Regions from separate parts of the Mus musculus genome. Here all the other regions are linked to region 3. A link is a contact called in public HiChIP or PLAC-seq and promoter capture Hi-C data. All regions are on one chromosome and are shown on one strand. The core of a region is the stretch at or near the end of the contact, and the rest is flanking DNA. Distances in the headings are between cores, read along the strand shown. Region 1 overlaps Dimt1 (DIM1 dimethyladenosine transferase 1-like (S. cerevisiae)). Region 2 holds the start of Kif2a (kinesin family member 2A). Region 3 holds the start of Cwc27 (CWC27 spliceosome-associated protein). Region 4 overlaps Ipo11 (importin 11).

The links. Promoter capture Hi-C pulls out the DNA fragments that hold promoters and counts their contacts. HiChIP or PLAC-seq counts read pairs in DNA pulled down with a chosen protein or histone mark.
Region 1: an H3K27ac HiChIP or PLAC-seq map of the NIH/3T3 cell line shows a contact between it and region 3, with 9 times the contacts expected there. The contact joins the enhancer-like site here to the promoter of Cwc27 in region 3. A contact is called at or near these places in 2 of 39 promoter capture datasets (embryonic stem cells and liver), 1 of 484 Hi-C or Micro-C datasets (CD8 T cells), 2 of 115 datasets of contacts at active chromatin or transcription factors (the NIH/3T3 cell line and embryonic stem cells) and 1 of 9 other capture datasets (liver).
Region 2: a contact with region 3 is called in a promoter capture Hi-C map of embryonic stem cells, with 4 times the contacts expected there. The contact joins the promoter of Kif2a here to the promoter of Cwc27 in region 3. A contact is called at or near these places in 3 of 39 promoter capture datasets (embryonic stem cells, liver and pre-B cells), 2 of 484 Hi-C or Micro-C datasets (B cells and Th1 cells), 5 of 115 datasets of contacts at active chromatin or transcription factors (astrocytes, embryonic stem cells, large pre-B cells and 2 more) and 3 of 9 other capture datasets (adipose tissue, embryonic stem cells and liver).
Region 4: an H3K27ac HiChIP or PLAC-seq map of embryonic stem cells shows a contact between it and region 3, with 4 times the contacts expected there. The contact joins the enhancer-like site here to the promoter of Cwc27 in region 3. A contact is called at or near these places in 11 of 39 promoter capture datasets (the 3T3-L1 cell line, the C10 cell line, the HPC-7 cell line and 6 more), 6 of 115 datasets of contacts at active chromatin or transcription factors (astrocytes, differentiating embryonic stem cells, embryonic midbrain and 3 more) and 1 of 9 other capture datasets (liver).

The regions. Positions count from the first base shown.
Region 1 is chr13:106,956,971-106,964,157 of GRCm38.p6, forward strand. It overlaps Dimt1 (DIM1 dimethyladenosine transferase 1-like (S. cerevisiae)), which reads left to right. Exons shown (of 12, transcript NM_025447.4): 11 at 124-230; 12 at 1,685-3,254. The coding sequence ends at 1,727. It overlaps Kif2a (kinesin family member 2A), which reads right to left. Exons shown (of 21, transcript NM_001374727.1): 21 at 2,026-5,254. The coding sequence ends at 5,169. Among named protein-coding and RNA genes, the nearest start is that of Dimt1, 13 kb to the left of the region's middle. Within about 2 kb of position 3,796, at least 17 of the 459 cell types and tissues checked have an H3K27ac peak or open chromatin away from gene starts, as enhancers often do. A contact at or near this core is called in the NIH/3T3 cell line, where this site is marked.
Region 2 is chr13:107,018,106-107,024,782 of GRCm38.p6, forward strand. Kif2a (kinesin family member 2A) reads right to left here and starts at 4,250. Exons shown (of 21, transcript NM_001374727.1): 1 at 3,907-4,250. The coding sequence starts at 3,970. It overlaps 3830408C21Rik (RIKEN cDNA 3830408C21 gene), which reads left to right and starts at 4,465. Exons shown (of 4, transcript NR_015471.1): 1 at 4,465-5,877.
Region 3 is chr13:104,813,622-104,820,399 of GRCm38.p6, forward strand. It overlaps Cwc27 (CWC27 spliceosome-associated protein), which reads right to left and starts at 3,332. Exons shown (of 14, transcript NM_026072.1): 1 at 3,066-3,332. The coding sequence starts at 3,107. It overlaps Srek1ip1 (splicing regulatory glutamine/lysine-rich protein 1interacting protein 1), which reads left to right and starts at 3,549. Exons shown (of 5, transcript NM_026075.3): 1 at 3,549-3,745. The coding sequence starts at 3,733.
Region 4 is chr13:106,855,408-106,862,038 of GRCm38.p6, forward strand. It overlaps Ipo11 (importin 11), which reads right to left. Exons shown (of 30, transcript NM_029665.4): 22 at 5,454-5,530; 23 at 1,822-1,901; 24 at 1,331-1,411. Among named protein-coding and RNA genes, the nearest start is that of Lrrc70, 22 kb to the left of the region's middle. Within about 2 kb of position 1,329, at least 5 of the 459 cell types and tissues checked have an H3K27ac peak or open chromatin away from gene starts, as enhancers often do. A contact at or near this core is called in embryonic stem cells, where this site is marked.

The DNA.
Region 1 (7,187 bases), core at 2,546-5,045, 2.1 Mb after region 3:
TGTCAGGTTTTCTCAGCTGTCATTTATAGATTAAAGGTGACTATAATTACTGAACTTGGAAAAAAGTCATGGTCTCTTCATTAAGGATATATTGCTCATTTATTCTGGATCTTATATTGATAGGTAATACCAGAAGATTTCAGTATAGCAGATAAAATACAGCAAATCCTAACCAGCACAGGTTTCAGTGACAAACGGGCCCGTTCCATGGACATAGATGACTTCATCAGGTAATTATACTTGTTGTTCTAAATGCTTACATTTCTTTACTGTGGTATCTTCAGATAGAGATTTAAAGGCTTCTAAGCAGCTACCTGGTGGGTTATTGCATAGCACTTTCATGGAGTGGAAAAGTTATTTGGTGTAGAGCAGTGGTTCTCAACCTTCCTAATGCTGCAGCCCTTCAGTACAGGTCCTCATGTGGTGACCCCCCCCCATCATGTATTCTCATTGCCACTTCATAACTGTAACTTTGCTAATGTTATGAACTGTAATGTAAATAACCTGATGTTTTCTGATAGTCTTTGGCAACCCCTATGAAAGGGTCATTTGACCCCAAAGGGGGTCATGACTCCCAGGTTGAGAACCACTGGGGTAAAGGCTGGCAGCTAGTTAGCTGCAGCAGGTGTTACAAACAGTCTGTGCCAGAACGGAGCCTGTATTTGTATGCGCAGTGTTTCCTTCCTCCTGCTCCAAACTCACCTTCTAATAGCGTCTGCTCACCTCCTCACACTAGAGAAAGCATGGTAACACACAGCTGGGGCTGATGACCCATTTTTTCCTTACTTAGAACCCCTACTGTTAAACAGAGAAGCAGGAAGTGTCAGTCAGAACCACATCACCTGATCACTCATTCAATAGCAGTTATGTGGCCTGTTAAGTTAAAGGGCACCACAGCGATGTCTGCAATGTGGACATTTTTATTTTGTTTTAAGCAAGTTTCAGTTAATTACCCAATTGTACTAACTCACTGACATTAACTTTCAGGAGTTATTGGACATTCTGTTAACTGTTTTCTTACAGTGCTGGGGGCTGCACTCAGGTCCTTGCAGAGCTAGACAGGTATTCTACTTCTAGGATGTGTCCCCACTTGTATCCAGAGACTAAATTGTCTAGAACAAGAGTCACTGTTACTGGCTCCTAGCGGGAGGACTGAGTCTGGATGTTAATCCTCCTAGGTGAACACCTTTGCTTTTCCAGACTGTTAGTCCACAGGGACCTCTCCCTATATAGAGGCCATCCTAAAAAATAAGCTCAGCTACAAATACATCATTTCAAAAACTTCACACTTCCTCAGCGTGCAGTTTAACAAAAGTCAGATAAGTACAAAGAAGTACAGTGTATTTCACTAAACTTCGGTAACAGCCCCGAGAGCAGGCAGAGACCAGTTACTCATCTCACCTTGCCTCAATTTCTTTTTCAGCTGACCATGCTGAAAGTGCTGTTGAGCTTAGGCCAGAGACAGCAAGTCTTTAAGGTCATTTCAGTCAGTGCCAACTTAAACAGTAGATTTCAACAGAAGACAAACGTGCCATGGTTTTTACTAAGGTGTAGTGACTAGTGCTTGCACTGTGTCTTCAGTATGTTGGCATGTTTATGTATTAGGATTAATGGTAATAGGCACATTATGTGTCAGAAGTTGGGTTTATAGTTTAACACCATTCCTTCTTGGTCTCCTCTTCAGGTTGCTACATGGATTCAATGCAGAAGGCATCCACTTCTCCTAGCCATTTGAAAACTATTTTTTCAAGACCAAGAAAAAATGAAATTATACAATCCTACTATTTGAGAATACAACCAATTTTGTTCTACAGGACATCATTTAAATTATTTAATAATACTTTTTTACCATTTATTATCCTGTATGTGAAAGGTGGTTGGGTATATATATATATGTATGTATGTATGTGTATTATATTATATATAAATAATACCCTGCCCTTTGTAGTAGACCTAGTGTTTTATATATAAATATAAAAATAATGGTCTTTAAGTTTGAAAGCCACAGACACACACAACATACACTTAAGCTTTCTAACAATTTATTGTATGAAGACGTTACTTTTATTCACTATTTTAGACTGTGAGGTTCACGTAGGCCTACAGCTCACTCAACTAGTCAGAAAGCCCCCAATGTGACTTTTCTTCACACACCTTCACCCTACGTGTTATTATTTGCCTCTTGCAACACAAACAACATCATAATTCTGGGAGCTGAGTCTGCTGCAATGACAGTACAGGCAAGTTCTGCATAAGACTACCTGTAAAATGCAGAAGCTTAGAAAGTAAAAACTCATGTTAAATCACATATTTCCTTAAGGGAGACAAGATCTACAATTTTCAGATTTAGAAAAACTCTGGAGGGTTTTGTCAATCAAATAGGTGGTCTCATTAATTTATGATTCATTTCCTTTCTTGAATGAGAGGGTCTTTTGGAGGTTGACTTTAATCTCAGACTCTTGCCTCAGCCTCCTAAATAAATTCTGGGGTTATACTTGTGCAAAGTAAGTTTTCCAGTTTTAGTTTTCAGCTTTTTAAAAGAACAGACTAAAACTACAGGTTCCTGGTTATTCCTGACTTCTAGATAATTAAAATTCTACTACCTGGTGTTTCTTTTTAAGCTATTTAAAAATTGTCAGATAAAAGATAAATGCTGTTTATATATTTTAATAAATTAGCTGTTTTATTTATATAAGGAAACTAAACTAGCTTCTCTATTTATACTTAAAACTTAAAAGGAATATCTCCAATTACTTGAGAAAAAGAATGCTAAGTAAACTTAATATAAATTGCTCGCCTACAGTTTTTCCTTCAAAATCCAGTTTCTAAGTCATATAGTAAACACTTATTATAGTAGCTATGAATAGTTAGCAGCCTTTAAGTTTGAGACATTTCTAAAGAATATTTAATCTAGAACAAAAACATTTGCTTAGCTGCAAAAGCAGCTTTTGTCATATTGATCAGAACTGTTCTTAAAGTTTGTTTATTGTCAGAACAACTTTGCACAGTTCACTTGTACCATTCTCTACCTTAGGGAAACAATTCTGCTAGACTAGGCTTTCTCAGCTTATTTTCTTCCAACTAAAGCTTTCCCTCCGTAAAGCTGAATCATATTTTACCTACCAAGATATTTATTGATGTACTCTGACTACAGATCAGGACGAAGCCAATAAGGAAACATGTATCTATAAAGACCTTCAAAGATAATACCTGTCCAATGCCAGTAACATTAAAGCTCAACTGTTAGGTAAGTTATGAGCAAGTTTGTGTCTTTATTGCCCACTATATATGAGACATTCTCAGAACTGGAGGCAAGGTCTTTGTACATAGCTCTGGCTGTCCTAGAACTTAGTATGTATACCAGGCTGGTCCAGAACTCAGAAATCTATCTACCTGCCTCTGCTTCCATGTGCTGGATGCAACTAAGGGCATGCACCACTATACCCAGCAAAAATTACCTTCTTTAAACAGCTGCTGCAAGGTCAATAGAAATAGTCCTTCATTCTTCCTCCCGTCTTTGAAACAAACACAAATAGAATATAGCATAAAACTCCAAGAAAACCTGAGTTCCTTCCAAAACAAAGCTAATTATATTGAAGTACATTATTTCTAAATTCGTTTCATAAATTTCATTTATTAATAAGCATATTGTGAAAAAATCTACATTTGATTTAGATTTCATGTTTACAGAGTTTTCACCATGGTGTTCGGATTCCTCAGAGCTACTCTCATCATTTATGACCAGTGAAGTAAAGAACCTGGCTCATGACTCTTCATGGATTTCCCCTCGGTACACTGAGTCATCAGTAGGCTCCCTAGAGTTAAGAGATCCATGGGAGGTTCTTTGGTTAACCTACTGGACTAGATAGTGGGAACCAAGGGAAAACTCCTAGAGATATACATATATATATCTTTAAACAATATTTACATGAAAATTGGCCAGTTTTCTTTCTTAGATTAGCAGCTAAAAATGAGTGCTGCCATTAATAGAGTAGCCTATTTTGCCATCAATCTACAGGCGAAATATGATTCTCAAAAACCATCACATACTAGGTTTAGATGGAGCTTGGAATAACCTGCCTCATAAGTCATCAACACTTCTCAGGGGTACATACTGTCTATGCTTGGTTTATCTAACTTGTATTAGGGATTACTTTCAGTGTACATACAAATGTTCATGCATCAGAAGCCAGTTTCCTTTAACAGTACATTAAATTTTGGTGAGTTAATAAACACTTCAACTTAAATAATGGCATTGTTAAGGACCAAATTCCACTATTAGTCTTGTTAACACCACTGGCACACACACTGCATATGTATATATGTATTATCCTAAAATAAAACTCCTCTCAGAATTTCTTTACTTTTTACTATACACCAACTAATTCATATTTTAGGTTTTTTTTTACAAAGAAAATGCTAAGAAAATTATAATCACATAATTCCAGATTTCTTTACACATAAGATGGAATGGTCCAGCAGCTATGTCCACTGTCACAGACTTTAGTTCCGTTCAATTGATATGGCACATCCTGCAAAATTAACTAGTCACACACAAAAAAATGTCTCAAATACAGTAAAAATGTACACACAGTAAAGGTAATTTACAGTCACAAACAAGGAATGTAATTAATCTCGGCTGTTTTAGAAATCTAGGGTCAATAGCCTTAGCCAAGGCACAGAAGGATGAGTAAGCACGAGTGTCTCTAGGAGTAGGCAAAGTATGTACAATCACTCATGAGGTATGCATGCACGCAAAGGGTTCAAAATTGCTCAGTCTTGCTATGAAAATTGATCTGCGTTAAAGGAAATTCTGTGGCTTCCCCTATCTTCCACTTCTGGATCACTTCCACAATCTTTAAATAAAATTGGCAAGGATATCCAAAAGCAATCACTATTTATTTGGGCAAATGAAACAAAATACTTCACTAGTCCGAATTATTAGTTGTGCCTCTTGGTCTAGAAGCATTTTGTCGACAAAGGAGTGTTTCACAAAATTGAAATGTCATTCAGATGAAGGACAAGATATTTTCCACACACTTAAGATTTCAAAAAACGTTAAAAAAAAAAAAAAAAAGATTTCAAAAACGTTCAAGTGGCCTTTACAGTCGGACCACCGTTGTTACAGTATTGGGGATTCTGGGGATCCTTTAGTAGCAAACGCCAACTTAGAGGGCTCGGGGCCTCTTGGGGTTAATTTGCTTGCTTGCTTGCTCTTCTTCTTGTAGCGCTGCGCGAAAAGATTTCACTTTATCTTGGAATAAGAAAAGAACAAGGGAGTAAGTATTGTAAAACAAGCAGTACAGTGCACAACTTTTACAGCATCTATCCAGTACCTCAGAGCTGTGCGTAACTCTACCGAGTACAAACTGATTTTCAACCAGTTTCTCTTATACACATTTTATAGACTATTGAGTTTTAGTCTGTTTCTAATTCTTTTGAGAATACAGGAAGTATTTAAGTGTTTAAGTATGTAATCTTATCTAAAAGGGAAATTATGAGTCTTACTCAAATGTAAAGCAGACACTCCTTCCAGTATTATGACATTTCTACTCAGCCCTACTATACCAGTTTTAGTATGAAAATTTAAAACCTGATTTCAAAAAATAATATGTTTTCTCATCAGGGATTATGAGAGAAGTTAACAGAACAAACACATAATTGCTCTCACATATTCTATCTACTACCTTTTATTGACCAGGTTATCAATAGGTTAATAAATTATTAAATTACAAGGAATTATGGAAAAGAGACATTTTTCTACATTAGTGATGCTCAAATGGAAGTAGCTTTTCCCAGGAACACTTAGTCATGTCTAGAGGTGTTTAAATTATCACAACTGGTATGATGCTGTGCTCTAGTGGATAAATGCTTATAAGCAAAAATACTCAATTTATTTTGTAAGGGACAGCACCGCATCCCTCAACAAACAATGTTTGGAACATCATGAGCTCTAAACAATGACAACAGGTATGTAATTCTACTTTTGCTGCAATGTATCTGTGCAGGGGGCCCTGGGTTCAATCATCACAACATATAATACTGTGTGGCGAGACCTACATGTGAAAAAATGATAAGCTTAACTTTCCCTTTTAGAAATACAGTATTTTGCTGGGCAGTGGTGGCTCACGCTTTTAATCCCAGCACTCGGGAGGCAGAGGCAGGTGGATTTCTGAGTTCAGGGCCAGTCTGGTCTACAGAGTGAGTTCCAGAACAGCCAGAGCTATACAGAGAAACCCTGTCTCAAAAAACCAAAAAAACAACAACAAAAAAAGAAATACAGTATTTTACAAAGTTAATTTTTCTGAAACAGTCACTAATGCCATATTTGACATGATGTCTAATCACCAACTTCATGAAGGGCTTGCTTTAAAATTTTAAGCTGCAAATCTGTGGCTTAAAGTAGGAATTTCATTCTGATTTCATGTACACACACACACATATGAACTGAGGGAAGCAAGAGCAAAATCAATATACATAAGGTACTTTTAAAGGTACATGTTCCTTGCCTCTATGTGTATTCTGGAGCCAAATGTGAGTGGCAATGGCCTAGGAACACAGATTTAGGTTACCCCAAATTACATATTTCAAGTACAAATAATTTTATGAAGGTTTTCTAGTAATGGAACAAAGAAAGTCATGAAGCCATTTTCTAAATTCAATGGTGGAAACATCTGAAAGGTGGGGTTCAGCCAGGGAGAAATCTCCACTGTTGATCTCAGATACTATCTCATAACACTTATCTTTTCATTAGTTTGTTATTAATACATTCCAAAAGTTTTTATCAGTTTATCAAGATGTTAGGTGTGCTTTTATTTACTAGTTACACAAAGTTAGATCCAACACAGAAGTGAACTGGGAATGACTCTTTCCTGGGGGTTAGAAAAACTGTCAAGAGGCTGAGGCTCTGCAACATTCCAACTTTTCCTGTCATGGAAATTCTAACCAATCAGCCTCTGTAGACAGTTACTTTCCATGGAGCCTTTGTAGCCATGTTAAAAGAATGCCTCTGTTGTTTACCATGGCATACACCACTCTGGGACTTGCAGGGTTTTTATGTCTCTGCCTCCCTCCCAACTCACCATAGGACTGAGACAACAGACCTGTGTGACTGCACCTAACCTTTCTTTACATGCGTTACAAAAATCAAAACTAAAAATCAAGTACTTCCCACCCACTGAATCATC
Region 2 (6,677 bases), core at 3,000-5,499, 2.2 Mb after region 3:
ATTTTTCTCCCACAGTTTTAAGTCTTGTGACACTCTAGTAACTATTATTTATCACACAATGTGGCTCTAGACAATGCTCTGTGGTACTTTTTCCATGAGCAAGACACAATCTTCTACATACTGACCAGGCTGCAGGAAGCTGTATAAATCTAAAGAACAGAGAATTCCTTTTTCAATGTGATTCTGGGCAGTCAGGTTTCTGTTAGCAAAACAGGTTAACTTCCCCCAGACAAGATACACAATCTAGACAGTTTACCCATGCTGACCTATGACTCAGTTTCCATTTATACAAAATGAGAATTAAATAATCTTCCAAGACTTTCTTAGCTGAAAAATGTAAAATTCCCATTGGATAACACATCAACTAAGAGACCTCCATTGACCACCACCACCTCAGCTGCGCTTTTCAGGTATTCAGCTCTGCCCAGCCCCCTTTAGGGAAATCAGTCACTGATATGACAACTTTTACTTTAATAGTGCAGCTTTAAAACGTATTTTTCCCAATGAAGACTATCTAGCTATGCAGCTATATAACTGAAAGTTTTAGTCAATGAACTCCAAATAGACTGGAATCAAGTAATAGTAAGACAAAGGCAAGAAAATGGAGGTCTCTAATTTAAGAAACCTTCCAATTTCATACCAGTTTGCCTGCGACTGACAGCAATCTCTAGACTCAGAGCCAAATTTCTGCCATATCTGACTTCAGAATACTGAGGGGGAAAGGCATTATGAAACAAAACAAAACCCAAACAACTGATAAACCAACCTGGCCTTAGATCCCTCAATTTTACTCATTTCTGAGGATCCTGACCTGAGAGGCCATGAGGAAGGAGATTCCCCAGGTGAAGGTGAAAGTACAAAATGAGCAGAGATAGACGGGGTTCCACTTCCTGATAAATTCCAGATGATTGGCTAAAAGTCTTTAAATTTTGTTAAGTTACATTTATGCACACACACAAACTCACCCCACCCCTGCCCTCTGTGAGTGTGTGTGTGCATGTGTACATCCACATGCCATGGGCACATGTGGAGATCAAAGAACAATTGGAAGGGGTTGGGTTGCTCCTCTGTTGCCACCATCAATGTCCTGGAGACTGAACTCAGATCATCAGGCTGAGTCTTTTCACCAGCCCTAAACAAAGTTTGAAAACAAAACATCCAATAATGAGCAATGAACTCACCTGTCACCCACATGTGTGTGGGGGGTTATGCAGATGTATTGAAGCAATTCCTAACGCCATTAAGCATCGTAATCCTGTAACATCCTGGCTGTGGTTGGAGTGAGAGTGGATATCTTCACATGCCTCCACTGCCCTCTCTATCCCAGTGGTTCTCAACCTTCCTAAGGCTGCAACCCTTTAGTATATGTCTTCATGGTGTGGTGCCCCCCCCAACCATAAAATTACTTCATTGCTCCTTCGTAACTGTAATCTTGCTACTGTTATGAGTCACAATGTAAATATCTGATCTGTAACCCCCACAGGCTGAGGACCACTGCTCTCCAGTGAATGTCTACTTTAGTCATATCGTTTGAAAACATAAAGCAGTCCAGTTCTGAGTATCAATGCTTAAGGAAATATGCTGTCTCATGGATGAGACAGCAGGACTTAGGAATGCAGAAACCCACTGGTAAGCTGCTTTTAATCATCAGTGAGGACTTACTGGGGTTAGAATTTTTTGAAGATCCTCAAAGATACAAATAGGCCCATTTTGGTTCATGATTTGGCCTTTGGAATCTCTTAATATATGGCTGTCACTGATAGAGAAATCAGGGACAAAGATCATACATGCAGCGCAGTATCTATTACCTGGTTAGCAGCAGGCTGAAGTGGCCCTTCTTTATTTACTCCTATGATCTGAGTTTTCAGGATATCAGTGTTTATTCAACAACTAGGTTTATTTATTTAATTTTACTTTTTACAATAACCACTAGTATTTTCTCTATCACAGATCTGTTATAGAAGGAAGGAAAACAAAAGCAGCCTCTTGAAAGTGAAAAGAAGGAGCACGTGGAAGAGTCTCATGGAGACGGAACTGAACACTTTTAATCCCAGTGATTTCCTTTGAAAGTCACCCGATTTTCAGGGCTGAGGATGTAGTTCAATCAGTGAATGCTTGATCCTGGAAACCTCACAAATTGGCAGGAAGCAGGAGCTGTTCAGGGTCCTCAGCTATAAAGCAAGTTCAAGGCCAGCCCGAGATCATAAGGTCTCCCAAACTAAGAAATTCTAAATGTTGTTTTTACAAAGTTACCTACTTTGGCTCCCTGGCATTATGTAAGTATTTACATGATGTATAAGCATTTACACTATCAGTTAGGACAATACACAATGTACACACTTACTTCCTGAGGAAAATACTTTTGAAAATACAAAGCTTTTGTGTATCACAATTTCTGCTATAGGCTGAAATTAAAGACTGAAAGAATATTATAAACCTATATCCTAGAATCACCAAAGAACCAAAATTACTTCAATGCATAATTAAAAAAATGGCATCTCAGATAAAATCACTTGACTATAGAGCTATTTTGTAATGATTTTAGTTAAGATCTTTAAGACTGTAAAGAATATACAGTTTATTATACTTCAAGTTTTGAATTAACATGTAAGTCCTATATTTGTTAACATACTGCCAACCTACATTCACCAAAAAATAAAATGGCATTAGACAGCATAATGATTGCAAGAAAGTCATCTTCAGAGAATTGATAAAGCAAACTCCAATCCAAGTAAAGAAAGTATCCCTTTTCCGTTTGGTAACTTCTAAAGCTCTACAAGTTATAATGTATTTTCTCAAAAATATATAATACACAAAATAATCCTTCCAGTTACCAAATTACTTCAGCTGCAAAGAGGGAGAGAAAAAAAAAATCACTAACCACTTCCAACACATCATAAATAACAGGAAAACCAATCTACTCATGTATACTGATGTGACTTGATCAAATTTGGTAGAAACCAAGAAATGGGTGTTTTGGCCATGCCCTTATTAATTGCGGTAAAGGATGGTGAATAGGCCACAATTAAGTAAAAGGAATTGGGTACAAGTGAGATGCAGTCAAGAATCAATTCCTAACACTAGCATTTCATTCATCCCCTTCTACTCAGTTATTTCATTTACAATATGGATGATTTTCACTTTACACTTAGAAGTGATAAAAATATTTCCCCCCTACGAGGAACCTACAGCAACATCCATAAGCAGCCTATGGGTCTTTTTTTTTAAATGAATTAAACATGTCTCTTCCCCTCGCCTTACACTTCTCTCAGTTACCTCCCCAGGGTGTGAAAATATCAACATCCGGTCGCCCACCCTCTCAGGAGTGTCTCCCGTGGACTGCGTCCATCCTCTCTCCATCCTCTCCTTCCCTTTCAGTAGCATCACCTTGGTGAAGCGTACCGAGTATTTCTTTCCCGTTACTCCCCCACCCCTTTTCATGGCCGAGTGCAGCCTTCTCTGCACTTGGATCAGCAGAAGAAAGCAGCATGCTTGGGGGAGAACAGGCAAAGAGGCCTGACAACCGGATAGCACTTAACAACAACCGGATGGCTCCCCAATGGCCTCTGGCTGCCAGTCGGGTCTCTCGGTGCCGACATCCCCGATCTTCACGCTACCACCCTTTCCACGCCACCGAGGCAGAGACCGGTAAAAGGCAGAGTAGAGGCAGCGCGAGGCACGGGCAACCCTAACGGAGTCCCCTGGGGGGAGAGGACCGCGAACCCGGGAGCGGCTCCCGCCCTGCGGCCGGGGCCCCGCACTGCAGCGGCGCCCGGGCGGACCCCACGCCCGCCTCACCCGCACAACGCCGCACACAAAAGCGCCGGGCCGCCGCCTTCCCGCCCCCACAACCCGTAGAGCAATCAAAGGGGCAGCCGGCCCGACGCGGCCAGAGGCGCGGCTCACCATCGCTGCGCTTGATCTCCACGTAAATCCCGATCTGGATCTTGCCGAAGTTGGCCGTTGCCATCACCTCATCCGGAGCGGCGGCAGGCGGGCGAAACAGGCGGGGAGGGGGCGGGGTGGCGGCGGGAGGGGCAGCGGTGGCCCGCGTCCGCGCCGGTCCGGGAGGCAGCGTGGACGCGAGCGGGGCCGCGGCGAGAGCGGCGGCGGACGAGCGGGCTGAAGCCCCGGGCCTGCGGGCGGACGGGCGGACGGGCGGGCGGACGGGCGGGCGGGCGGGCGGGCGCGCACGCCGGGCGTCCGGGTGAAGCGAGGGCCGCAGCCGTGAGGCGGCGCGGGGGAAGAGTGGGAGGGCTCGCGCCGCCCGCCCCTACGGACGCTGGAGAGGCGGGGCGCCGCGCGCCTGCGCACACCCGGCGGCCCGCGGCTTCCTGCCGTGCGCCCGCGCGCTCGGGCTGCAGGCGGCCCCGCCCAGCTCGGCTGCGGCCTGGCGGCGGGCGGGGCTGAGCCGTCCGCGGGAACGGGAACGGGAACGGGAGCGCGCGCGGCCCGGCCGGGTACGAACCCGCGCCGGGTTTGATTCCGCACGCGGCGGCCTACGAGGCGCGGGAAACGACTCGCGACGTCCTTCCAGAGCTCCCGCTCCGCGTGCACGCTGCCGCAGGAACGGGTTGAGGGCCGAGTGGGATCGAGGCTTTCGGGGCGCGGGACTGAGGGGCACTGACCGATTAAAGAACTGGCTCAGTGCATTTCTGTGGCTGTCAGATCGCATGCCACTCCGGGGCAGCCGGTCCTTGAGGAACCTTATTAAGGCCGGGGCATGCCTGGTTCAGGCTTCCCATCAATTATGGAGGGTCGAAAGGGTGTCGTCCACCCTGAGTAGGAACGAAGACCTCCCCTTGCCCTTTACTTCCCAGCTCATTGCAATTCAAAGCGAAGCCCTCCTGGGCTACCAGCGGGCCTGTCCTGCTATCCTATTGCTTCAGTAGAGCTCAAGGCTTACTTGCCCTAGTCTCTAACTCCAGCAGCTATGACTCAAAATCAGAGCAGAGACTTGAAGAACGTTGAATAATGAGCCTCTTCTGCAGTCATGTGGCTGAGCTGACTACAGCAACATGGAGAGTGCCAAGCAGAGGGGGCCAGGTAGACAAGCGTGTAAACTGAAGTGTAACCTCCACCAGCTTTGTCGTAAATTCTTTGTAGAATGACTTACTACTCTCCTCAGTTACTCCCTGCCTGCCCATTCCTGCATCTTGGTTTCTTCATCTTCCCCCATGATCTAGGATAATATGATCTCTTCTCCTTCCCCCTGATTATTTAAATCTTCCTCTCACCTCCCTACATTTTTCACTTGTTATTTACTTTTTTTTTTTTTTTTTTTTAGATAGGGTGTCATTTGACCTAAGCTGGCCTTAACCATGCTATGTAGTGAGGATAATCTTGAATGCCTTACTGGTGTGAGCCATCACTTCTAGTTTATGTGGTACTGGGGATAGAATCCAGGACTTTGTACGTGATGAGAGCATTGTGGATGAGAATGGTTCATGTGCTTGAATACTTTGTCCCCATTGTTGGAACTGTTTGGGAAGGATTAGGAAATGTGCCCTTATTAGAGAAAGGGTTTCACTAGGATCAGGCGCTGAGGTTTCAAAAGACACCATTTAGAGTTAGCTTTCTAGACCTCTTACTTGTGCATCAAGAGGTGAGCGCTCAGGTGTTGAGGCCAGCATGCCTTTGTTCCACCATCATGGACTTCAAACCTAGGAAACCATAAGCACAGTGAAACACTTTTGTTTTGTCGGTTGTCTTGGTCATGGTGCTTTATCCCAGAAAGAGAGGCAACTACAACACCAACAAGCAAGTGTTCTACCAAGTGAGCTAAACTGCTAGCCCTGAAAGCCTACTGTCTTTGTAAAACCTGCTCCACCCACTCCAGCCTAGATGACTCTTCTGCCTAGGGATTCTTGCAAAGTGGTAAGTATCACTTTGTAAATAGACATGTTTGATCTATAACTATGTATACATAGGAACTTTTCTTTTTTTTCAAAGATTTATTTGTTAATATTTATATGAGTACACTGTAGCTGTCTTCAGACACACTAGAAGAGGATAGTAGATCCCATTATAGGAGATTGTGAGTCACCACATGGTTGCTGGAATTGAACTCAGGACCTCTAGAAGAGCAGCCAGTGATTAATGCTCTTAATCGCTGGGTCTTGCGCGCGCTCGACTGGCCAGGAAGAACGACGCTGCAACAGGATCCTTCTGCACAAGTTTATTGGGAGAGCTTGATTGTAGAGGCGAAGAGACCCCGAGCCCAGAACTGGTGCTGCTTTTATAGGCCTAGGAGAGGCGTGTCTCACACCCGGATTGGTTATGCACTACGCCTCATTTGCATGTTCCTTATCTGATTGGCTACTCTCTCTCTCTGTACCTCACAGAGCCTCATTATCATACCTCATTTGCATGTCTCACATCTGATTGGTTACTCTCTCAGTACCTTACAGAACCTCATTATCATACCTCATTTGCATGTCTCACATCTGATTGGTTATACTCTCAGTACCTTACAGAACCTCATTATCATGCCCGGGCCAGGCAGTGTCTTTGCAAAAAACTTTACTGCATATGTACACATTGGTTGTTTGTCCAAACTTATGCGTGGTGGCCAGCAGTAGTCAGTGCCACTCTGCAACGGCACATGTGGCTTCCCACAACTGGGCCTCTCTCCAACCCTTCCTCATCACCTCCTCCTCTCTCTGTCTCTGTCTCTG
Region 3 (6,778 bases), core at 2,082-4,581:
AACATAGCAATATTTATTGAGATATAATCTATATGTAAATAATACTTATTGAGATATAATCTACATATCAATGTCACCCTGTTAAAGAGTTCCCTGGATTTTAGAATTTGGCAGCCACTGCCACTATTTCCAAAACATCTCATTTCCCTATAATAAAGCCTTGACCCATTTCAGTCCCTCTACTCCTGCTATCCTCACCTTTGGCAACTACTAATTTCTTTTCTGTCTGTGTGGACATTGCCATCTGAACATTTCATATGAATGGAATCATACAAAATGTGCCCCTTTAGCCAGGTGTTGTGGTGCACGCCTTTAACCCCAGGACTTGGGAGACAGAGGCAGGCGGATTTCTGAGTTCAAGGCCAGCCTGGTCTACAGAGTGAGTTCCAAGACAGCCAGGGGATACAAGAAACCCTGTCTCGAAAAAACCAGAAAAAAACAAAACAAAAAAAAGTGCCCCTTTGTATCAGATTTCTTTCACCAAATATGTTTTCATTGAAATTAGAGAGGTCTGTCTTCCAGTTCTGTATATTTAGGCTTAAAATGGTTGTAAAACCTCAGTAGAGCATAAACAATGGCTTTATAATCTTAATGACAAATATTTCAAGACAGAACAAATATTTAATACAAAGCTCATTTTACCAATAATAAATGGAAACATGTATTCCCAACAACCTTCCTAACTTCGACTTGACAGATTTCTCACGCTTTCTATGCTTCAATGCTACCATTTTTTTTTTCTTACATTGTTTTTTGTTGTTGTTGTTGTTGTTTGTTTTGGTTTGGTTTTTTGATTTTTTGGTTGGTATTTTTGTTTGTTTGTTTGTTTGTTTGTTTTTTTTGAAACAGGGTCTCAATGGGGCTTTGTAGACCAGCCTGACCTTGAACACACAGAGATCCATCTTCCTCTGCCTTGGAGTACTGGTATTAAAGGAGTGTATGGCCACACCTACCAAGTTGTTACATTTGTTTGTTTTCAAAACAGGGTTTCTTTGTATAATCCTGGCTGCCCTGGAACTTGCTTTGTAGACCAGGGTGGCCCTGTACTCAGAGATCTACCTGTCTCTGCCTGCCAGATGCTGTGATTAAGATAAGCACCACTACTCCTGGCCAAGTTTCTACATTATTACTGCTATCTTTAAAATGACATTTGTGAAAGCAGGCTTAGTTAATCTAGGTACCATGTAACTAACAATTAAAACTTAGATCATAACATTAAAAAATTACCGACAAGTACCTGGACTTTGTGTGATTTCTTTTTTCTTTCATTCTTTTTTAAAATGTGAGTTCTGTAACATGTGTCTTTAATCCCAGTGCTCTATGGTGAGCCAAGGAGACAAGAGGTTCTCCAGAAGCTCACAAGCCAGCGAGGCTGGCACAGGCAGCATCACACAACAAAAAGACGCTGCCTTTAATTAAGCTGAGAGAAGATAAGGGCCATCAACTAAAGTTATTCTCTGAACCTTCGAATGTGTGCAGTGGGACCAGCATGGAACAAGACACAGACACAAACAGACATAGACACACATACACACACACACACACACACACACACACACACAAAGTTTTAAAAATACTTGTTGTATGAATGAGCTCCTGTTCAGAAGTGCTTTTACTCTGTGGATATATCAAATCATTTCCTACAGTAAACAACTGTTTCCAGCACAGCTAAGGACTCATATGAAACCCTGTTTTAGTTCTTAAAAAAGAAGTCATTAGAGTCAAACAACTAAATGTGCCCATGAGGAATAACAGTTTAACTCCACCCTCACCTATGCTTAATACCTCTCAGAAGCTAAAGAAACAGCATTAAGTCATGTGCCTAGCTATTCTTTCGTAGTGTACGAACTCTACGTAAAGCAATGTTCTAGGCCAGTGGTTCTCAACCTTCCTAATCCTGTGACCCTGTAATACAGTTCCTCATGTTGTATTTACCCTCAACCGTAAAACTATTTCCAGCTATTTTATAACTGTAATCTTGCTGTTATGAATCCTAATATAAATATCTAATATGCGGGGTATCTGATATTCGACCCCTGTAAATGGGTTATTCAACCCAAGGGGTCATGAGCCACAGGTTGAGAACCACTGCTCTAGATGCTCATCTTCAACTCTATAGTGTTTGCATTCTATATAGGAAAGAAACCAAGGTAAGATACTGTTAAATACTGGGTAATTGCTGAGACCCAGGGCATCACTGAGATCTGCTATTTGATAGGCTTCTTTGTTACATTTGAACAGGTAAAATAGCAAACTAGAGAAATGAAGCGTGAAGGTTCTGCATTGTGGAATGGTCAGTCTATTTCATCTCTACACGCATTTATTCATTAAAATTAATATTGTCCTCTAGAAATATATAGCTCAGCATGAAATCTATCAGGGAATCTACTCCCATTCCTATGAAATAACATTCCTCACTCCTCCCCTGCTTCTAACTGACAATTATCTCAAAAGATATCTCCTCCAAGATGTTTTCCCCATCATTTCCTGTTTTCCCTCCATCACTGTCATGGCAATATAATCTCTTCTTCAATACCTCCCAAGCAAAGGCAGGTGTGTTCATGCACGTCTGTAATCCTGAGATAGGGAATTAGTATATATATACGTGTGTGTGTGTGTGTGTGTGTGTGTGTGTGTGTGTGTGTCTATAATACAGACACACATATAAAGGTAGAATACCAACCTTTGTATCATCAGCACCTAGTAGAGTGCGTGGTGCCAAAGAGGCCTTCAATAATGACTGTAGAGAATGCACGATCTCCAAGTTAAACAACAAGCAAAAGTGTACAATCTTGAGATAAGTCTTAAAAACAATAGACACTAGAAGGCGCTCACGTGAGTTGGATCAAGGAAGTTAAGGGGTCAGAAGACTAGCGAATAGGGAGGTTGCCCAAGAACTCTTTCAAAAATATGCTGAGACACGTCACCGTAAAGAATATAAATGCAACACTGGCCATATGCAGGGTGTGGAGAAGAGTCCTTTGGTCTTTCCACCTCTAAAATCCCCGATAGCTGCCCCTCCCTGCCCGCCCCCAGTCACCGTGTCCAGGAGGTAAGGCTCTCACCTTCCCATTAGTGGGCGGCTCCTGGATGTAGATGTTACTCATCTTGCTCAGTGCTCAGGACTCCGCTCCTTAGTGTGGCCGCAAGCGAATGGCGGGTCTCCGGCGAGGCCCACCTGTTAGCACACAATTCTTTAACCTGAGTATTTGGGGGAAAACTTCACTCGGTCAGAGTCGGACAAGACAGCCGTACTAATCACTAGTTACTCCCCAAACTAGCCCATCATGGACGCCGCCATGTTGCTCCCGGACCGGAGCACCGCTAACCCCGGGAGGGGGGACTTCCCTGTCCTTCAGGAAACTAGAAAAGACTATAGGACCTCTACAACTTTAGAGAATTTGTAGCGAGGTTTATAATACGAGCTAAAGGGCCAATCCGTAAATCCCGGGGCTGCGTCCAGGTCAGGCGATTGCAGATAGCACTCACCTCCCGAAGCGGGCCGAAATGGTTCCGACCGCGTGTGCTCCGCGGTAGGACACCCCTGGAAACTGCATCCACAGCCACTTAGTTCCGCCAACCCTAGATGTGCATCGGGCCTTCCCCTGCCCGGTGAAGTTGTAGTGGCCGGGTGGGAGAGATCCCTTTGGGAATGCGCTGTCCTCGCAACGGACCTGAACCTAACGTGATCTCGAAAGCCCAGGACTCCGACGATCCCACTCACCTTGCATCATGGCAGTCCCAGGTGAAGGTCAACCGCAGGGCTCTCTCACTCCAGAGGAATGAGACGAGCAGGGAAGCCCAGAGCACGGGGGTGGGTGGCAGCGAGCACTTGGGGAATCAGGCGAAGGCCTAAAAATTTAGATTTGGTCGGCTTACATGAAAAAGCTTATACTACAAGTTCAAAGCGGGGTGAGAAAGATAGGGAAAGATCATCTCTGTCATTCTTGGACAAGCCCAAACTGCACAGGATTAGAGGGAAAGTGTATTGTAAGAGGGACAAGGGACTTGGTGACAATGAGAACTGTAGGCCTAAGGGGACAACTTGCCCAGAAGACTGTAACTTTCACACGATTTCAAAATAAAATTCGAAATGTGAGCATTTTGCCGAATCCAGGTGGCTATACACATTATACTGAAAGTCGCCAAGAAGAGCACCTGAGGCTTGTTCTAGCACTTCCAGCCTGTAATTTCTATGTGGCTGCAGGCCCGCTGCTGTGCCCTTCCGGGCCTCAGTTTCCCTATCAGTTTCAAGACAGTGCTTTCTCGAATTAGATCTAAGATTCTTTGTAGGTTCCACTTTTGTGTTCAGAGGTTTCTAACCTAGAAACGGCAAACTGAGCTCCGGGGATGTTTTTGTTGCTCCAGTTTACTGGGGAGCCGCTAAGAACTTCCCCAAGCCGACTTTGTCAGAATGTGTTTCTGTAAAACCCTATTATCAAGCAGGTGTTTTTAAGAGATATACCCGCCTCGCATCTCGGAGATTCACAGTGCATAGTACTGTAGGAAAGACCCTCAAACTATTTGTGAAGCCCCAACTTTGCTTAACACTGCCCCTTCCCGCTACTGTTTGACCCCTGTCTTTGTTCCGTGGCAGCCTTTTCTGAACTTTATTCTAGAGATTACTGTTGCGGGGTGGGGCTGCTTCCTAACTTCTGCAGAGGAGCACTCCAGGAGCTGTGAAAAGAGAGGTGACTACATTTATTGAGTGTGTGGCAGTCAGCATGGTAGAAACCCTTGCTCTCCTAGAATTCGGGGGGGGGGGGATTTACAGAAAGTAGAACTAACGCTGGGGCGAGCAAAAACAGGACACCTAACAGGATCCAGAGTGTACAAAAGGATGTTCCAGATGAAAGCTAAAGAAAGGTGAGAGTGCAGGGGACCTGCAGGGAGAGGGAGCAGATACAGAAAGGAAGAGGAACTAAAAGAGGGAATGAAAGAGCCCTGCCGTGGCTAACGATCAGCTAACCTGAGAGAAAAGAGAAATTAACTAAAGCGATAATTCAAAGTATCTAACTTTTACTATGTAACCCATGTATCTGATACTATGTCAAACATTGTATATTTTTTTCCTCCCTTTAATAACCACTGCTATGAGATAGCTGTTGTTAGTCTCACTTCACAGACGGAGAAATCAAGTAACTTGCCTATTACAAAAGCTAATGGAGATTATCCAAGCTCTTGGCCACCATGAATGCAAATGCATTCTCCAACATATCCATGGCACAATAGATTCCCTGCGACTGAAGGACCTTACAAGCAAAAACAAAGTGTTAGGATGTTAATAGACAGTAGGAAAACACTTAACAGCTTTAAGAAAAATTACATTTTAGGATACTGTGACCTAGAGGAGAGTTAGTTAATGTAGAGGCGTTGTTGGTACTTAAGGGTGATTCTGGTCAGTTATGTTACCATTGAGGATGTAGACTCATTAAGAGAGAAGCAGCTAATTTGGAGGGGGGGGTGGTGGTGGTGGTAGAATCACTAAGAATTAATTGCTTTGGTGTGGGTAGGAAATGAGATTAACCTGGTTTTTGACATTAGCTCATTTGAGGAGGCCTCATAACTGGGAAGACATCCCTCAAGATCAGAGTTGAGAGATGGTGGTAAGGTCAGTCTGGAACTTGTGTTGAGGTCTATCTGGCCCGGGATGGAAATGGCCCATAGATAGCATGGGAATAAACAGAATACTGGACAAGAAGTCAGAGTCAAAACCAACACTTATTATAGGACTAAAAGGATAAAGTGTGAGGGACTGTGCAGACACAGTGGGTAATGTGTGAAGGGAAGACCTGACTGGAGTCTAGGAATAATAGCATGTAAAGGAAAGAGCTGAGAACCACGAGCCTGCACAGTACTTGCCTAAGCATTTCGTGAGGCTCTGGTGACCTCTGCATCACACAGTTGCACCCAGAGTTGGCCTGCTGTCACTGCCCATCATTTGGGCAGGCGCTGGAGCACTGGTAGAGTATGAACACACCAGGAGACACACCGTAAAACTTTAGGAATGATAATTTGCTCCTGAAGAAAAGGGACAAAAAGTGATTTTTCTTCTAGCTTTGTTTGAGATGCTCTTAAACTTGAGACCAGTGTTAAAAAAAATGTTAACCTTTCAATTCAAAATAATGTTTCAAAGCATAATAATAAATTGTGTCATTAAGCCAGATGGAATGACTTACATAAACTGCTTAAACCCACCCCCCCCAAAAAAATCAAGATAATAGGCTTGACAGGTGGCACAAACGCACAATGCAACTGCTTTAGAAAGTGCAGATACAGAAGATGTTAAGATAATTTCTTGGATGATCGATCCAGATGCTGCACGGAAGGAAAATGGGGCTCCATTGAGGTGATCATCAAGAAGGACAAGTATTGTGTCATGCTCTTTTATTTTAGGTGTGATGGATTCAGCTTGGGGTGATTGTGCTCCTGGTTATTATAAGGTATAACTATAGAGTAATGAGGCTGCTTTTCAGAAGCCACCAGCCTTGTCTGCTTCAGTGGTCACGTGTTTCCACCACATTGAATGCCAGCTTAAACTATTATGTAGGTAACAATGAGATACTGAAGATCTTCGGGAAAAAAAAATCTTAGACACTTAGTCATTTGACAAATGGCATTGAACATAGGATTCAGTGAAGTTTACTTTCTTTGGAACATTTCTTTGCTCATTCACAGTTGTTCAGCCTAGCCCAGCTGTTGAAGTTGTATTAGTAAGTCTCCATTCTCCATCAAGAGTTGACCTGGTTCAAGTAGCAGCATGTGTTGCCGAGAAGGA
Region 4 (6,631 bases), core at 79-2,578, 2.0 Mb after region 3:
CTCCTGACCTTCAGAAGAGCAGTTGGGTGCTCTTACCCACTGAGCCATCTCACCAGCCCATGCCATAGTTTTCATAACAAAAAAGTAATTGTCAAGATTGAAAGACTTTGCCAGGCATAGTGGTGCACGCCTTGAATCCCAACACTTGGGGAAGAGAGGTAGGTGGATCTTTGTGTGTTTGAGGACAGTCTGGTCAACACAGTGAGTTCTAAGATAGCCAAACCTACAGAGTGAGACCCAGTCTAGAAAAAAAAAAAAACCAAAAAATTAACAAAGTTTTAAAAAAGTAAGACTTTGTCTAGCCAGAATTTACTTCTCTTATTTGATATAAAACACAGCTAAGAAATTAAGACATTTAACAGCTACAGCTTTCAAATTCCATATGTAAAATATGGATACATATGTGCATATACATATTATGATATAGTTTAATACAGTTATACGTTAGCTACTATACTCATGTTATAGCATTTCTTTCATAGAAGGTCATATAAAGATAATACATACAGTTCACAGGATACTGGCTCTTAACTGGACAAGATCCCAACAAATCTAGCTTCTAACTTCAATACTAAAGTTAAAACTGTCAGTGAAATTGTTGTCCCAAATGTAGACTAACTAAGACTAACTAAGCAGTGACCACTGCTGCTTAGCATACGAAGACTAACGTCTGAGTCCCGGTCTGGGAGGCAGGCTGCCAAGGTGAGGGTGTAGCTCATGGTGAGGCTTGCTTCCCACTAGAATACCTAGAACACTATCAAAACAACTGAAAACTTAAGGTACACTGAAGGTTGCTAGGTTTAGGACAAGTTGGTAAAAGGCTTTTAACTCATCTCTATCCAATGAGGTTTTAGGATAGACATTATTCCAATCAGCTACAATCGTATTAGCAGGGGGCTGGAGAGATGGCTCAGTGATTAAGAGCACAGGTGATCTTCCAGAGGATCTGGGTTCAATTCTAACTCCCACATGACAGCTCACAACTGTCTGTAATTCCTGTTCCAGGAGATCCGACACCTCACTCAGACATACCTGCAGTCAAATCAATAATGTATATAAAATAAAAATATTTATAAAATTATTAAAAATAAATTATAAAAACAAGCCAAAACAAAACAAAAAAAATGAGAAATCCAAAACTGCATTTTAACAAGACCTCTAGGTGACTTGTACACACATTCAAATTTGATGCCTTTGGTACAGAGGAAGGAATTCGGCCAAATTGAACACTCGCTAGAATTCAATCAGTTTCTCTCTTTCTCAGCCATCCATTCTATGGAGGCTCGGCCTCACCAATATCAGCATGACAATCAATTTAAAATGACAATACCTTCAGCACTTGAACTTGACCTTCTGTAGTAATCTCTGGTAGCAGCTCATAAAAGGACTGGCACAAACCTGCTGCATATGTCTGAAATCCAATCAAAGGTCAATATGTGTAAGAACACAGCTACAATACTGAAAAGGCAAGAAACTCAATTTGGAAGGTCTCACATTATTCAAGAATTGGTACTAAAGGTCTAAGCAAACACTTTCAAGTAAGACCCCTCATAGGAAGAATGAAGAAGATAGGCCGTAAGCTACTGCTACACTGACTGCTGAGTATATAGTTACGTAGATAGTGCATCTTCTGTAGTCAGCTTCAGTGGAACTGGACGCTGATCTCGCCCTTCCTACAGTGAGAAATACTTACAGGGAAATAAAATCTCTAAGCACTAAAGTATCAGACCGAATCTGAACTTTGAAAAGGCACTTCCTGATACCACACAAACCCCAAAATAATATATAATTATTAACAATGCAAAAGGTGTTCTGACATACCTGTAAAAATTCTGTTGATGATAAAAAGATATAGCCATTGATGATCTTAAAGCAGGTTCTGAGATTCTCTGAACTTAATTCTGCCAAAACAGTAATTATTGTTTAAAAGAGCAAATTAACTAGCTGTTCAAAATTTAAGTGAGGTAATGATTCATTTTAGTTAAAACTAAGTTGCTATAGCAACTTGAAGCACTCAAGTTTGTTTTTAACCATGATTACTAATGGATTTTGACTGTTTATGGTTCCTGAAGCAGCAAGCATGCAGCTTACCGTTTGCAAGGCAGCTGGATGGAAGCTCTAGGATAGAAGATCAGACAGGATTGACAATGTTTTATCATCAGAAAAAGAAAAAGAAAAATCTCTACAAACAAGTGAAAAAGAAAAACTAAGTTACAGCAAGGGTGGTGACACACAATTATAGTTCCAGCACTCAAGAGGTTGAGGCTGGAGGATTGTGAGTTCAATGCCAGCCTGGATAAAAGGAAAATAAAATAAGAGCAACTTACATGCTTTCTTTATAAATTTTCGTGACTACAATCTAGCCAGTATTCATAAGCTGGTCAGATGTAACAGTGCTCTCATTCACCCTGTAGCAGTAAAACTCTAAAGACTGAGAAAGGCACCCTTCCCTTCTGTCGTCAGAACAACGCTAGGAAAGCGCACGGCTGGGACTTTTCATTTCCAACCAAAACCTGAGCTGGGTCCTGGGGTTTCCTGGTTTATAAAGAAAAGTATGTAGAGAGCAAGCGTGTTCAGTTTTTAGTGGGGGAAGACGGCAGAGTGGGGTCGCTGTATGAAGCTGACCATGAAAGCGTGGAACCCTGCTCATGAGAAGGCTCAGATGACCGGTCTGGCTGACGTTCTGACGCGGCCAGACTGGCACTACATAAAATCCCCAAGGTAGGAAAAGAAGCTACACAAGGCCTTTGTGCCAAGCACACCTCCTTTCTTTCCCTAAGACAACTAAAAGACAGAGTTTTCTAGGGAATCAGCAGGAAGCAGCCGGCACTGCCTTTGGGAATGATTGCATGTCAAGGAAATGGCAAAGGGCTGGTTACTGAAAAACAGACTTTGAGTTATTACTTGAGAATTCTTCTAATCTGAGGAGGAATAAGGAATGACATTTTTTTAAGGCCCTCAAGAAAAGAAAGTGGGGAGTAAGGGGGAAGGGAATAGAGAAAGGAAAGGGTCTCGGGAGAATGAAGTGATTAATGGCATTATCTAGTCAGCACAGTCATCTACCCACTGAGTTTCGACTGTTACCAATCATACCTGTGTCCACTCACATCCGCTCCTGTTTGCAAAGAATCTCTCCTTTCCTAAACTAGAACTAGAATTTTTATGTCTGATAAAACTTCTCAAAGTAAGTAAATTCTTGACAAAGGGTCCAAATTTGGGGGTCTTCTACCTAAATACTCGCCCAGAACAATAGTCAACAAAGTTTTAGTAACAAAACTAAAGCTGCTTCATGGCTGAGCCTTGTGGGAGCTGAGGGCTGGGAAAAGAGCTCAGTGAGTAGATGGCTTCTTGCACAAGGGAGGAGCTACACAGGGACCCACAGAGCCCCACAGAAAGCACTCATGGCAAGGAATGACTGACTGCGTGCTGGGGAGGTGGAGCACGAAGGGGCCCAGAGACTCACTGCCCAGCAAGAAAGGCTAGCTGACCAGTGAGCTCCAGGTTGACTGACACACCCTGTCTTGCACAAAACATGAAGGTGTTATAACAAGATGACCCAGCAGCTAAGGGCACTTGCTATTCACTCGGGAGACCCAGAGTAAAGTCCATCACCCATGCAATAAAGCAGAGCATCTGGCAAATGCCTGTAACTCCAGCTCCAAGGGATATGACACTCTCGTTAGCCATGCATGCATGTATGGGACAAGGATTCCCCCCCACACACACACATGTGTACAAATATTCACACCAACACGTTCTCATTTATACACAGACAAATAAGGTCAAGAGAAACAGAGAAGATACTTGTCCCAGCCTCCACAGGTGCATGGGCAGGTGCACACACCAGTAGACACAAGCATACACCACACATACACCACAAGAATTAAAAATCAAATTTTAAAAAGATAATCAAAGGGCCAGTAAACTGCACTGTGTATAATTAATATGTATATAATTAAATTTAAGTGTGCAACTGACTTGGCAAGCTCACTTACTAGGATGACTTTATAATCAAAGCATTATTCTTAAGAGATTTTAAGCTAGGGATGTAAGTCGGTGGGAGGTCACACTAACCAGTGAGTTAAACCATCCCCACCACCTAGATAGATAGATAGATAGATAGATAGATAGATAGACAGACAGACAGACAGATAGATAGATGATAGATTGAGATAAAGAGATGATAGATAGATAGATAGATAGATAGATAGATAGATAGATAGATAGATGATAGAGAGATAAATAAGATAGATGATAGACAGATGATAGAGAGATAGATGATAGAGAAATAAATAAGATAGATGATTGATAGATAGATAGATAGATAGATAGACAGATAGATGATAGAGAGATAAAGAGATGATAGAGAGATAGATGATAGATAGACAGATAGACCGACAGACAGACAGAACAATAGAGCTATCATATGCTTTAGAATGGCTACTCACATTTAAGAAAAAGTACTGATTTACTATTTGTGATGGTTTGTGTATGCTTCGCCCAGTAGTGTCACTATTTGGAGATGTGGCCTTGTTGGAGTAGGTGTGTCACTGTGGGTGTGGGCTTTAATACCCTGGTATAAACTCACTTCCTGGAAGTGAGTCTTCCACTAGCAGCCTTCAGATGAAGATGTAGAACTCTCAGCTCCTCCTGCACTGTGCCTGCCTGGATACTGCCATGTTTCCACCTTGATGGTAATGAACTGAACCTCGGAACCTGTAAGCCAGCCCCAATTAATGTTGTCCTTATAAGACTTGCCTTGGTGAAGGTGTTTGTTCTTAGCAGCAGTAAAACCCTAACTAAGGCATTATTATTATTATGAAAATCATATTGATACTAGGGAGAGAATCTAGCTACATCTCTGAGAGACTGAAATAGTAAGTGCACAGAACCCTCAGGATCCTGTCACATGTGATGTTCTGGAACTGTGTAGCACTGAATTACAGCTCAGTGGAAAGAAACGGTCAAGCGTGGGTGAGACCATGTGAGGAAGGCAGAGACAACGCATACATTATGTGTGTTTAGCTAATTTGTAAGCAATACTTCAGCAAACTATGTGACACTAAAAGTTCAGTGGTTCCTTAGCCAAAGCAAAAGTATGTACAATGCTTAAACAACTTACAGCACAAACTCCCTGTGTAAACTGAGCTGAGTGAACCATGGTAGCACTTAGAAGAGCTATCAAAGAAAATTCCTTAGGGAAAGTTCAAGCTCAACTCTAATGAGTGTATATCTTAGTTTAATTGAAATTTTTTCCATAAAGCAATGTTATTTAATGTTTACTTTTAAATCAATGGAAGATATTTCAAAAATATATATAATAATTTCTATAAAAACACTATGACTTGTCAATATATGGGACATAAAATGGAAGGGGTAATTTTAAAGTCAGGAAAAATACTTTTAGGCTGCAGTTACATTAACAAACATCTCAGTAAGATCTGAAGACATACCAAGAAGAGGTGACATGTTCTGAAATATACGAAGCAGCTCTGGTGTGACACATGGGCTGTTCTCCAATGTCACTAACCTAGGGGGGAAAACACAATTAATGCACTTCTGACATCTACTCGTGCCTTTAACACAACTCGAGTACAAAAACATTTCGTTTAGAAAGCAAAGGGGAAAGTATGTAAAGTGCCTGCCAAGAAGGTCAATGGCATCACAAGCTGCCATTGGGACTCCTCAGTTTGTGTGCATGCATGCCCACACTGGAGCCTCGAGGTAACCTGGGCATCATTTTTCAGGGACTTGCCACCTCTTCTTATTTTTATAGGCATGTTCTCTCACTGACCAAGAGCTCAGCATTTACCTAAGTTTGCTAGCCAGCAAGCCCACCCTAGATCCACCTATCTCTGCAATCCTAGTGGTGGGGTGACAGCAAATGTGTCACCAAGCCCAAGTGTGATTTCTTCCTTCTTTCTTTTGTGTGTGTTCTGGGAATTGAATTCGCATCTTTATGCTTTCAAGTCAAGATATTTACAGGTTAAATTATTCTTCAGTCTATCTAATAATATTTTTATATATACAGTAAAAATAACACTGTATGCTAAAATAGAATAAAAATTACAATTTTACATAAAATCATTAGTGTTATGCTGATGAAAGAGGGATAAAGTTATTCTGTTCTAAATTTTCTGATCACTTCTGTGTTCCTCCGTTGACAAACTGGGCTAGTGAACTAGTAAAACAACTTATGCTGCATGCTTTCTAAAGATGGATTTAGAAGCCAATTAAATTATAAGCCATTATCATGCTTTAATAGTTTAAAACATAGTTTTAAAATACCAAATATATATGAAAAGAACTTGAAGAGGGAAAACCATGAGTGTCCCAACAACAGCAAAAGAAAAAAAAATCAAGGGGCTGGAGAGATGGCTCAGCGGTTAAGAGCACTGATTGCTCTTTTGAAAGTCCTGAGTTCAATTCCCAGCAACCACATGGTGGCTCACAACCATCTGTAATGAGACCTGACTTCCTCTTCTGGAGTGTCTGAAGACAGCTAGTGTACTTACATATAATAAATAAATAAATCTTAAAAAAAAAAGAAAGAAAAAGAAAAAAATCAAAACAAACCAAAAGAAAGAAAAAAAGGGAGTAAATAAAATCTAGCTTAGTGTACTTACATATA